2 separate regions of the Anas platyrhynchos genome follow, and region 1 is linked to region 2. Evidence: chromatin contacts called from public Hi-C data. All regions are on one chromosome and are shown on one strand. The core of a region is the stretch at or near the end of the contact, and the rest is flanking DNA. Distances in the headings are between cores, read along the strand shown.

Evidence for each region. A called contact is a pair of places that touch in the nucleus more often than the background predicts.
Region 1: a contact with region 2 is called in a Hi-C map of liver, with 2.7 times the contacts expected there. The contact joins the enhancer-like site here to the promoter of NUMB in region 2. A contact is called at or near these places in 2 of 8 Hi-C or Micro-C datasets (liver and skeletal muscle).

What each region holds. Positions count from the first base shown.
Region 1 is chr5:35,183,620-35,189,516 of IASCAAS_PekinDuck_T2T, forward strand. All of the region lies in intron 1 of NUMB (NUMB endocytic adaptor protein), which reads left to right. Among named protein-coding and RNA genes, the nearest start is that of NUMB, 40 kb to the left of the region's middle. Within about 2 kb of position 4,547, at least 3 of the 8 cell types and tissues checked have an H3K27ac peak or open chromatin away from gene starts, as enhancers often do.
Region 2 is chr5:35,145,131-35,150,594 of IASCAAS_PekinDuck_T2T, forward strand. It overlaps NUMB (NUMB endocytic adaptor protein), which reads left to right and starts at 1,330. Exons shown (of 10, transcript XM_072038809.1): 1 at 1,330-1,476.

The DNA of each region.
Region 1 (5,897 bases), core at 3,297-5,796, 42 kb after region 2:
AGCGTGTTTGTCAGTAAGGGTGATGCCTATTATCAGTGGATGGCAGCAGCATGTTAGTTCTGATAGTTAGTTCCAACTCTTCTAGGACACGTGCACGTTGTTACTTCTCTTTAAAACAAGTAACTTCTAGGTTATGAATCTACTCTCTTGTATTAGATGAACAGCTCATGCAGGGTTCATACATTCATGCAGGGATCTACTCCTGTGCTTTTAATCCAGTGTACAGACCTTATCCTGCACCTGGCATGATGGAATAAGTTTATTTAAGAAAACTGGACAAAAATGCAGAGGTTGATGTATACTGATATCGAACAATCATGGTAGTTACTTTTAAAAGTTACATCTGACACTTAAAAAAAAGTATTTGTAAGTTCTAGGGACATTGCAGATTCTTTATTCCAGAGGTATTTAGTGCAGATATTTGCTTCAGTCTTTGCTGTCTAGGTAAGCCATGTCGAATTAATATTTGTTGGGGCGGGAGGTTGGGGATTGGGGATGAAAAACAAACAAAAAAAACACCCTAACTTTGGTAATTTATGGCTGATATGGGAAATTCTGGGAACATCTACCTGACTACTCCTACTATCTCAATCTTGTTTCTGTGTTTTGACTGCTTTCCTTCTTGGAACAGGTAATTTTTTTTTTCCAGCTGTAATCTTGTAAAGAAGTACTTTGGGACTTAACTGGGTAATTGCATGCCTCTCTGCTTCCATTAAGTATTACACTCCTTTGGAGTGGGCTGAAGGTTCCTGCTGTCTAGGCTTATAACTATTTTACTAGTGCACCCAGATATCCTTTCTTCTGCAGTTATTTTGGTAGGCGCATGCTGAACAATAAAAGTAGCTTTATCAGTCATACGACAAACTTGGATACTGCAGATGAAAGAAGTATTCATGAATAACACTTGACTCAGTTTATAAAAGTAAACATACTCTGTTTTGTGAGACCTGATTTAAAATGTTTTGCTCCGTACATTGCCCTGCTCCTTGCCAGGTTTTTTTGTGAGTTTTCTTAGGCTATCAGTGAGCACAGCTGGAGTTGGCTGAATCTTGCTCATAACTTGAAGACACAGTGGGAAATGAGGTATTTAGCGTAGAGAGCAGGTAACCTGTAGTGGCCTCTCCCGCTGATCATTGCATTGCAAGAAAAGGCACAGTGGCACTGAAGGTCTCTCATAGGGTGTACTACTCAATAAGAGGACTGTTGTTGCTTGCTAAAAAACACAGGTTTCCACCCTCCATCACAGAAGAATGGAGTTTATGAGCATATTAACTGCAAAACAAAAATAAGGGGCATAATACATATTATTTTTAGTTTTAAGGTAGACAGGATAAATGCTGCTTTTGATGGAATGTAGTGAGTGGCAGTCACAGTAAGCTCTGCTGGTTCTCATAGCAGGGTATAGCTACTGCTTCTAGCAGAGATGTCCTAATGTGGTATGGTTGTAACGGTGTCTTAGAAAAAGTTTGCCTGTCAGTCAAGCGTCTTAGAACTGATGAAGCACTACCAAAAGCTAGGTAAAAGCAGACAGCCAAAGATGACTTTGGTTTGTGTGTGTCACGGTATCTCGGAGATCTGAGATAAGCAGCAGCTAGTCATAGCTAGTAGCATAGTCAGTGCAGCTATTATTTTGACCTGGGGTCACGTCCAGTTTGTTTAGGTTTCCCAGAACTATTTTGGTGTACCTGACCCAGAAAGAAGACTGTGAAGGCCCTTCCTGTTGTGTCGCTTGTGTACCTAGCATGAGGGGATGTGGGTGGTGTAGGGAATTTGTAGGGAGTGTCTCAGGCTGTCTACCACAGCATGCCTCAGAGCTGCATTCTCCTGTTCTGCTCTGTCTGTTGCAGGGGTTTCCCATTTTGTTCTGTGAATTTTTGAGAATTGTATTACCAGGTTTTATTTGTGTATAGTGCAGCCGGCCAAGACTGTGTGGGGACTTCTTAAAACAACAGACACTTTTCACATGGTAAGTTAAGTGCTATGGAAACCCAGGACTTCGTTTTATAGGTAAAAGTGAGAGCTCATGGGAGGCTTTTTTTTCTCAAATCCTGGATATACTGAATTCAAATTGCTAAAGAAGATACTTGCTAGCACTTCTCATTGAAATAGACACAACCATGTAGTCTCAGTTTTGCTTAGCTTTCTTTGACCAGTTGAGTGTTCATTTTCTGATCTACACTTGTGAACTATTGTGAACTATTTATGAAAAACTGAATGCCAGATCTTTTTACCTTAAGATTGTGGGAGTTTTAAAGTTTGAGAAATTCTACTAAAGTTTGTACATGAATTTCTAGGCACCCTTAGGAAGTTTATTCCTTTCTTTAAATGTGCATCCTAATCTAGCTGAGGACATGATGTAGCAATGCTTTTCAAGTTCTTTGAACTCATCTCTACTAAAAGTTTTATTTAATGAGGTCACTAAATAATATTTATTGCTGTACTCATAGCGGGAATCTTCAACTACTTACAATGTAGTCAGAAAACCCTTTTCTATTTACTGATATGTTGAAACAGTTTGACTCTTTGAAATGTATTAAAGAAATGCTTTATCTTAGCATTGTATTTAGTAGAGCAACCTCAAATGTTTCCGTAGTTAGAAAACTTGAGCCTTGCTTGGATTTCATTTTGTCCACCACGGAATATTCTCAGTACACTGATCCATAATTCAAAATCCATTTCTTTTGTGATATCTGTCAATAATTAGCTACTTTAAAGCTAGATAAGGTGCACTTAGTAATAGCTGTGCTAACTATAAAGTAGTTTGTTTTTTAAAAAAACTTGTTTCAGTCTGTATTTCTGTAGTGTTTTTCCCCTCAGACCTAGGATGTTATGCAAAGTCAATAATGCTGACACACATTGGCTACTTCCATAATCTATGGGTAATGTATATTTTAAAGATTCAAAAAACACTTTATTTCCTTTTTTCGCCACCCCCAAAATAATTGTATAAAGGAGAATTGAAGCTAGAGCACTTGGCTCTGATTTTGCACCGGAGTGGGCATGGATTCACTTTACATAGAGTGCATCAATCTGGGATGCTTAGGTTTTATGGAGGTGTTTGGTCATCCCTTGCTGATACACTGCGTTTCTCATAGCCCCTTTCAGAGTGCCCCTTCAGAGAGAAGGGCAGCAATGCTGAGAACTTCACATGTTGTAGCTATTTTAATCTTACCAACATGGCCATTTTTATGTGTAATGTAATATTACTATCCAGCAGGAAATATACCCTCCTACTGTGAACCTCCAGACTAGCCAATGTTTTAGGAATGCTTTCTGACCTTCTTTCCAGCATCAGGGAAATCAGTATGTCAAATATCCCTGTTTTGCACAATCCCCACCCTTCCACCCACTTAGGAAAAAAAATTTACAAGCTTGCTTTAGATGTCCTGATTCTTGTGAAATGTAAGATTATTTTTTTTCCTCCTATTTGTATTTTAGTTGTTCTGTACGTCTAGAAAGAGTTTCTTAATTCTAGGTGTTTCTAAGAGAGGGCCTTAGCAGTAACAAATTTTATAAAAATCCCTGTTAGTAGAAAACTCACTTAACTACTGAGAATATTTTGAACGGTAAAAATACTCTTGACAGAACAGCATCCCTGAGAATAAAAAACAAACAAATTAAAAACAGACTAGGCAAACATTGATCAGATGTATATTTGTCTGTGAGTAGAATCTTTTAAGTATGGGCAGATATAAGTATGTTCTGTAAAGTTAACTGAGTAATAAGGTCACTCAAATCTTTTGGGGTGTTTTGCTGTATTAGGTAAATACGGAAGGATGGAATCAGTGCCCAAATCAAGTTTAAACTTGTGTTGTTTGAAAACTTTTAAAGGTTAAATTCAGTATTCTGGAAGTTGCCACTAGATCAAATATTGTAGACATTCATTTTAATAAAATATATGTCTTCAGTCTGAGTGCTTTGTCAAGTTAGTAACCTATACTTGGTTTTTTTACAGCAGAAGCAGGGCAGGAATGAGGTGGAGCAGCTGTGGGATTGCCTTTTGCTTCAGACTTGGGTTTGCAGTGCAAAACCCTGAACTCAGACACCTCTTCTGACTTGGTCCTCGTGCCTTGTCTTACCAGTCACTCCATTGCCAGTTAATGTGTTTTTTTTTTCACAAATATTCTTCTGTCTGGAAAAGATAATTCAGCAATGGGATTGCAGACATCAGTATGTAATATACAGGGAAAATTGCCTGTAAGCCCCGTCCCCTGATCTCTTCCCTAACCTCATCCAGCTCATGCTCTGCTTTCCTGGCAGTTCGGAGTGCGTGGGCCTCAGCGTAGGCCGCTTCCCGAATCTCCTCCTCTTCCTTCATTTTATATTGCTGTAGCTTTATGTGCAGTTATTATCTGGGTCTTTTGCATATGGCTCCAATCTCCTTCTGTATCTACAGAGCTGGATATTTATAGCAAGCCAGCCTAAGTACATTATTCCAGCGGTGAGAAGCTGATTGAGTACGTATTGTGATTCCTCTTGCGCCTACGTCAGTGAACAACTGTTGGGTTTTGGCATGCGTTGCATTCCTGGGTGTGGTTGTAGGACAATCCAAGATAGCCTCGGTTATCTTGGCTTTGTTACAGCAGCCCGTCACAGCATAGAGGTTCACATTATAGGCAGCGAAAAGCCCTTCATTCCAGACTGAAAATGTTTTGTCACCTTTGTCTTCAATTTATTTATTTATTTTTGGTAAGATTTGAGAGGGAGAAGTTACATGAGTAACTTGTAGGCCTGGTGTAGTTCACAAACTCCTATTTTTTGTTTGTTTTTAAATATTGTGAGTCACAGGCAGAAGTTTGGTCTTGGACATAGTTGTTTCTGCTTTTCAGCTTCAGGGTTCAGAATCCTGTTTATGCTGAATTTCATTCTGTTCTTTCTACTATGGGTTTGGGAGGTTTCATCTTCCAATATTGGTATGAATGGTCTACTTTCAGCCAGTGTGAATGTTTAATCTTGAGAAGCTAAAATGCAAATTGGTCGGCCAGCACAGGACTCAGCTGCGAGTTAACACTGAATGCAGAAGGACCGAGTATGAGAAAGCAAATGAGGAATGAGCATGGAAAAAGGAAACCCCCAGTAACTGTCAAACATGACGCACGGACTGCTGCCCCGTCGTATGACAGGGAACTCCCAACAGACAACGTGAATATGAGTGTGCTGGAAGCTGTTGTCACTTCGTAGTGTTGGTATCGCTCAAACTCAGGACTTGCAAAGGCTAAGAAAGTTTGTGTTGTCAGACACTGTGTACTTCATAGAAATGTTTCTATATAATCCCTGTATAAACAGTGCTGAAGGTCAACTTCCAGCGCTCTTACTTGGTGAGCGAGAGCAAGAGAGAGGTGGAAGAAGAGAATCTGATGCTTGCAAATGTGCCATTTTTCTTTATAGGGTATTTTCTCATAGACAGTGAGGAAACAACAAAAAAATAAAACTCATTCAAATACTTAAGCTCTTTAATAACAGGGAAGATTGAGTGACTAAACTAGGCTGCCCTTGCAAATTCTTCTTTTTCAGTTAAGGCTTCTTTAATGAAATTTATTTATGGTTGGAAAATGTTGAGTCTAAATAACTGAAGAGCATGTTATTGCATAGATGAATGATCTTTTTGTGTGATGTGTGTGAGTTTACCACTTTGCCTAACCACTGGAAAAAAACAGTTTGGCATAACTCTTAAATATCCTTGGTGTGAAGGCTGAATAAAGGTGGTTTGTGGCTTCCAACTGTCTTTTTGAGGCATGTAATTCAAATGCCTGTAGTCACTTGCATAATTTTGCTGTCATGAAGCTAAATTGGACAAAGAAACATACATGCAATAGCTACTTAGCTTTTTTTTTTTCTCTTAATTTATGCCAGTTCTCTGCTGCTGCTCTTTCTAAGTAGGATTCCAACTTCTCAGT
Region 2 (5,464 bases), core at 80-2,579:
AAAGATATTGGGCATGCAACATACTAAGACCTATGCGAGGTCAGAAATGACTCTGGGTTTCATAACAACAGAAGAAAACTCAGGACTGGTAGAAATATCTGTCTAGTCATTTTGCAACACTGGCTCCAACATAACTGTGTTGTGCTGGTGGCTGAGAGCAGCACTCTGAGAAGCAGCTGTGAGAAGGAGGGCAGCTATCTGCTTTGGGTTTGCTTTCCAAGCAGAGTGACACGCAGAGACGTAAAAAAATAAATAAAAAAAAAAAGGTAAGTAAAGTAAATTCTTGTGTTTTTTTTTTTTCTTAATTTAATCCTTGAACATGCAGGGATCTGGGGGGACAGAGCATCGTTCTGATAGCTGGGGTTTGTGCCAGCCTCCTGCTTCTGCCCCAGCACCTCCACGTGAACTCGGTAGATGACCTTGTGGGCGACGCTGTGACATGACCACGGCTTCCAGTTCCCGTATGTCCTGGATGCGCGCTGGGTGACACTCGGCCTTTGTTGTTCTGTCCCTTTGCTTGGTTTAGAGACAAAGAGGTGTGAGGTGCACGCAGGGAGAAGGTAACGAGGATAAAGACACAGCGAAACCTTACGTAATTTTTTGCATTTCAACTTCCTGATTTGATTTCTTTATTTTATTTCTCAGCCCCCAGCAGGGCTCTGGCCTGCATTCCGGCTGAAATCGCTGCTCGGCAGCCCGCTGAGCGCCGCGGGGCACAGGGCTGGCGGCGGGCGAGGCGCTGCGAGGCACCTGGCGCTGCCCCCGCCCGGCCTGCTCCTGCCCCGGGGCCTCGGGGCAGGCGAGCGGAGCGCCTTCAGCTCCGGGCACGGGGGTGAGCGTGTGACCGAGCGGCCGCAGCTGCGGGAGGATCCCCGGGGGCCAGAGGCGTCGCCCCGGGCCCCCATTGGGGTAACGGAGCGGCACCGGGCCCTGCGGCGGCACCGGGCACCGCGGCGTGAGGGCGACCACCGGGACCGGGCGGGCTCCGCGGGCGGCCCCCGGGCCCGGGGCGCGGTTTCTGGCCGGACCCCACGGGCCGGACCCCGCCGCTCCCGGCCCCCGCGCAGCGCGGCCGCCCCCGCCCCACCGCAGCCTAAGCCCGAGCGGAGGGGAGGGGGGGGGCGGGCCCACCGCCTCAGCTGGCAGCTCCCGCAGCCAATCGCAGCGCTCCCCTCCGGCCCCTTCCCCCAATCAGGAGCGGCCGCTGGAGAGTGGGGGCGCCAAAGCCTCGGAGTGAATAAAACACCGGGGGCCCGTGGGCGGGGGGGGAGGCGGGCGTTGCGCTTGGACGAGCAGCCGGGCGCACCAATCGGCGGGCAGAGCGGCGGGGAGGGCGGCCAATGGGGGCGCGGGGATGGGCGGGGGCGGGTGCAGCAGCAGCAGCAGCGGCGGGGCCGGGGGGGGGGCGGCGGCGGCGGCGCTGCTCGGTGGCGGAGGGCGGCGGCTGAAGAGGCGGCGGCGGCGGCGGGCGAGCAGGTGAGCGCCGCCGGGCCGGGCCGGGCTGGGCCCAACCGAGCCGAGCCGCGTTGGGCCGGGCAGGGCAGAGCCGGCGGGGGGCGATGCCTCAGGTGGGGGGGAACCGGGGGAGAACCGGAGGGCGCCGCCCGGTCCCCGCCCCGCTGCAGGGGGCGGCGGGGAGCGCCCGGGTGGGGCCCCGCGGGGCGGCACAGGTGGGGCCGGGGCGCTGCCGAGCCCCCGCAGCGCTTCCGGGGCTGCCCCGGGACCCCCCCCCCGGGGGCTGCGGGGTCCCCGCTGGGCGCTGCGGCTCCCCCGGGGCCGGGGTTTCATTTACGGAACGTGCCGGGAGCGCCGCGGAACGGGGCCCGGGGGGTCGGGGGGCTCCGGGGGGGGGTTGTGCCGGGAGCCTGCCCTGCCCCGGTTGTGCCCCGTGCGCCTGGGCTCAGCCGTCAGGGCTGGGAGATGCTCCCGGCCCCGAACAATGTCCGATTGTCGGCCCGGCTCGGGTTTTCTGGTGGTTTTCCCTCATTTTTTCGGTCTTCCTGCCTCGCCGGCGAGGCTGCTGAATGAGAGGGTAAAATGGAAGGCGCAGTCATGCTGCTTGGCCATAATACTACTCCGGCCGCGGCTCGTAGGGAAAAGGGTAAATATTTAAATGGGTTCCTGACTCATCGCTGCTGTTTGACTTATTGATCCGTGGTTACTGCTGAAATGGGCTCTATGCTTATGCAGAAGTTAATTGTTGCCATAGAGAAGCGGTATTGTTTTTCGGCTCATTAGTGTGGGTTTTCCATTTCTTCATCTCTTGGCAATCCTCGCTGGACGTGCTGCTTTTTCTTCCCCCTAGCGAAAATCTCACGGAGGAAATAAAAGATGATGCGAGTAAAGTCCAAAAAAATGAGTCCGTGTTCATCCTTGTTGGTGATTCTCTAATTGTTTTCATAGCTGGAGTTATCCTACAGCAAGCTCTGTTTCATCTGCAATTCCATAAAGCCCTGGTTTTAAGCCTCAGCAAAACTTTGATTTGTGGAGCTCTAAGCAGAACACCTCAAAGAAGTTTTTTTCCCTAAAGCTTAAATAAGAGATGCAATTCAAATCAAACATCTATTATGCTTATTAGCTGTCTTTTTTTTTCTTTTTCCCAGCCTGGGAATCACTTCCCTGCATTTATTACTTCTCTTAAACGTGTGGAAGCTGAAGGTGCGTGTAAACTAGACAGTAGACAAGTTTATCTTCTTACTCTGGTGTTGTTAAACCTTCTGGTGTTGTACTAGTACCTGGCAGCGTTATGCATTTAGGAAGAAGAAAAACAACCCAGCGAGCCACATTGGGCTCTCAAAACTCCCAAGACTTGCCAGCGCTATATTTTGTAGCGCAATACAGCTGCCTGCTGCTGGAATGATCTTTACGCACTTTTCTTCCCTACCAGAATGAGAGTGGCAGATTTAAGAACTTGATGAAATAAAAGTCAGTCCAAAAGTGCTTGCCTCCCCAGTAACGGGCTAGGAGGAATACAAATGTGAGGTTTTAGTTGCGTGTTCTTAGCAGCCTGTTACAGCACTGTACAGAATTCTTCAATTCTGCCTGTAGCTGCTTTTATTCCACCACTAATATTGGTGGAGCTGCATAATATTTAAAAAAAACAGCATTTTTTCCTAATGCAATAAAAAAGTTTATTTCCTGCACTCTAGGAAAGCTGTTCTACAGCATCTCTAAGGTGAGAGATTCTTGTAGCAGCCTATGTATTGTAGCAGCTCATGTATTTGGTAACTTTTGGGGTCCTACTGTGCTTATTTCACTCACCTGACACTCTGACCTTGTTTGCTTTTAATTTAGGGAGGGATTAAACATTATTTATTCTGCTTGTTTATCAAGCAAGCATGGTTTAAGCTAATATGGAACTGTGGCTTTAGTCTTGCTTTTGGAGTCTATAATGACTGGTGAATGCATTAAAATAATAGATACTTCTTCAGTCCAGGGATCTGGATGTTTAATAACTGAAATTAGAGCATATTGTCTTTCTTTTTCTGCAGAACACAAAGTGTAAAGTCAATCAAGCTGAGACTTTAACATGTCCTCCACAGCCATGTTACTGCACTACCACCAGAGCAGCTTTGATTTCTCTGGCAATGCTTTCCCCCCAAAGAGCTATTATTCTCTGTCACTCCCTCTTTGCTGATCCAGCTGAGAATGGTGGTACAGAAAATATTGAACTTGAGTTGGATCGACTGCCTGAACTGGCTGGCTTTGTGGCTATGCAAGCGTTACTGCTCGTGCAGGAGGAGGAGGCTGTGACCACTCTTCTCCAAAGCAGCTCTCTTAGTTTTGCTGAAGCTTGTCAAGATCTTGGCAGTTTACGCTGGGGCTGCAGTGGTACTGCCTCCTCCTTGCCTATGCATCTTCCCCTGCTGGCATGGGAGTCTTTGCAGCCATGAGTTAATGTCAGGGAGTTACAGGGCTGGTGTAATGAATTGCTTTTTTGCTTTGTTAGGTTTTGGCTGGATCATGTTTCTGAACTGGCTGCCCCTTGAGTGGGTGAGGAATAGGGTGGGAGATGGGGCCGTAGTAGTTCTGACCTAAATTTGCTTGAGCTTCTCTGGAACTGTACCTTTCCATCAAATGTTTTGGGTTAACAAAGACCTCTAGGAAGCTGTTTTGTGTTGGCTTGGCTGGTAAAAACTCAAACTGGAGAGTGTTCTTCTGTTTTTCTCAGCTGACATGTTGGTGTGGGTGGTGACAGTAACAAGGGAAGGGTGAGGAGCTAGGGCCAGGCTGAGGGCAGTAACCTTGGACTGACACAGCCGTGTCTGGAAGAGGAAGTTTGTTCTCACCTTAATTGTGGCATCCATCAAATACCCGTTTTGAACTGATACTCTTTTCAGCGTGCACTTAAAGCAGATGTTGCATCAGAAACAAGAAAACTTTTGTAACAAACAAGATCAGGAGGATTATTCCGCTGTGCAGTAGGCAGTGCTCTTTTTTCACTGTCATTGATTGAGACTTGAGCTGATAAACTCACGAACGTTGATAGGCTGCCATCAGTGTGGAACTACAAATGGCATTGTGTCACGTGAAAGCGCAGTTACACATTCATCCAGAGTCCTTTCAACTGAGTTGGAAGAGATGCATCCATGAAAACCTGAACTGCTCCGTTCGGCGCTTGTCTTTACAGAGTAATTCGGTGTGGAGCCGTGATGTTCTGCAGTGATCACAGCTGATGTTTCTGGAGAGTGATTTACACGCCTTCTATTGGTGCAGTGTTGTGACTGGAAGTGTGGCAGGACAAACGATTTGTGTATGAGCCCAAAGCAGGAGCAGGGCTGTCAGAATGTGAAGGTACTCTTGGGGAAAATGTGCAGCCGTGGCAGAGTTTGGGAGGCAGAAAAAACTCCTTGGCTTCCTTGAGTGCTCAATCCGTAGGGTTCTTGGGTTTTGGTGTTGAAGGCAGAGCCAAAGTTCTTTGCCTTCTAAGTGAAATGCTGGTGTCAAATACAGTGTTTTAAAGCTTGGACTGAGCTGTCTGGAATTTTTTCTGGTTACTTTTCCTTTTCTAGGAAGCAACAATCTGGAAATTCCTGATGAATTGGGTTGTAAACAATATTCTCTAATAAACTCCCAGGGCATACATAAAGATTAATCAGAGCTGCTTTTTGTAGGTACTTAGTCATTGGCTTGGGCTTCTTTATTGGGCACAGATCTGGAACTACGAGTACTATGGAGGCTTTTAAGAGAAAAACGTATACTGATGCACTTGGCCAGAACCACTTCTACCATATTTTAACCATACTTGATCTGAATGTGACCACTTCTATTCAGTTTATTTTTTCCAAGGGAAAAAACAAAAACAAATGTTAAGGGTCCCTCTTCTACTTCTAATGTTGTTTAAACTTGATTAGCACTGTTCTAGACTGTGACTGGGCTTCACTCTTAACAGGGAACTGATTTTTTAGTGTTTTTTTTTTTTTAAGTTAATTTCTGTAACCTGCTAAGACCAGAGATGCTCTGA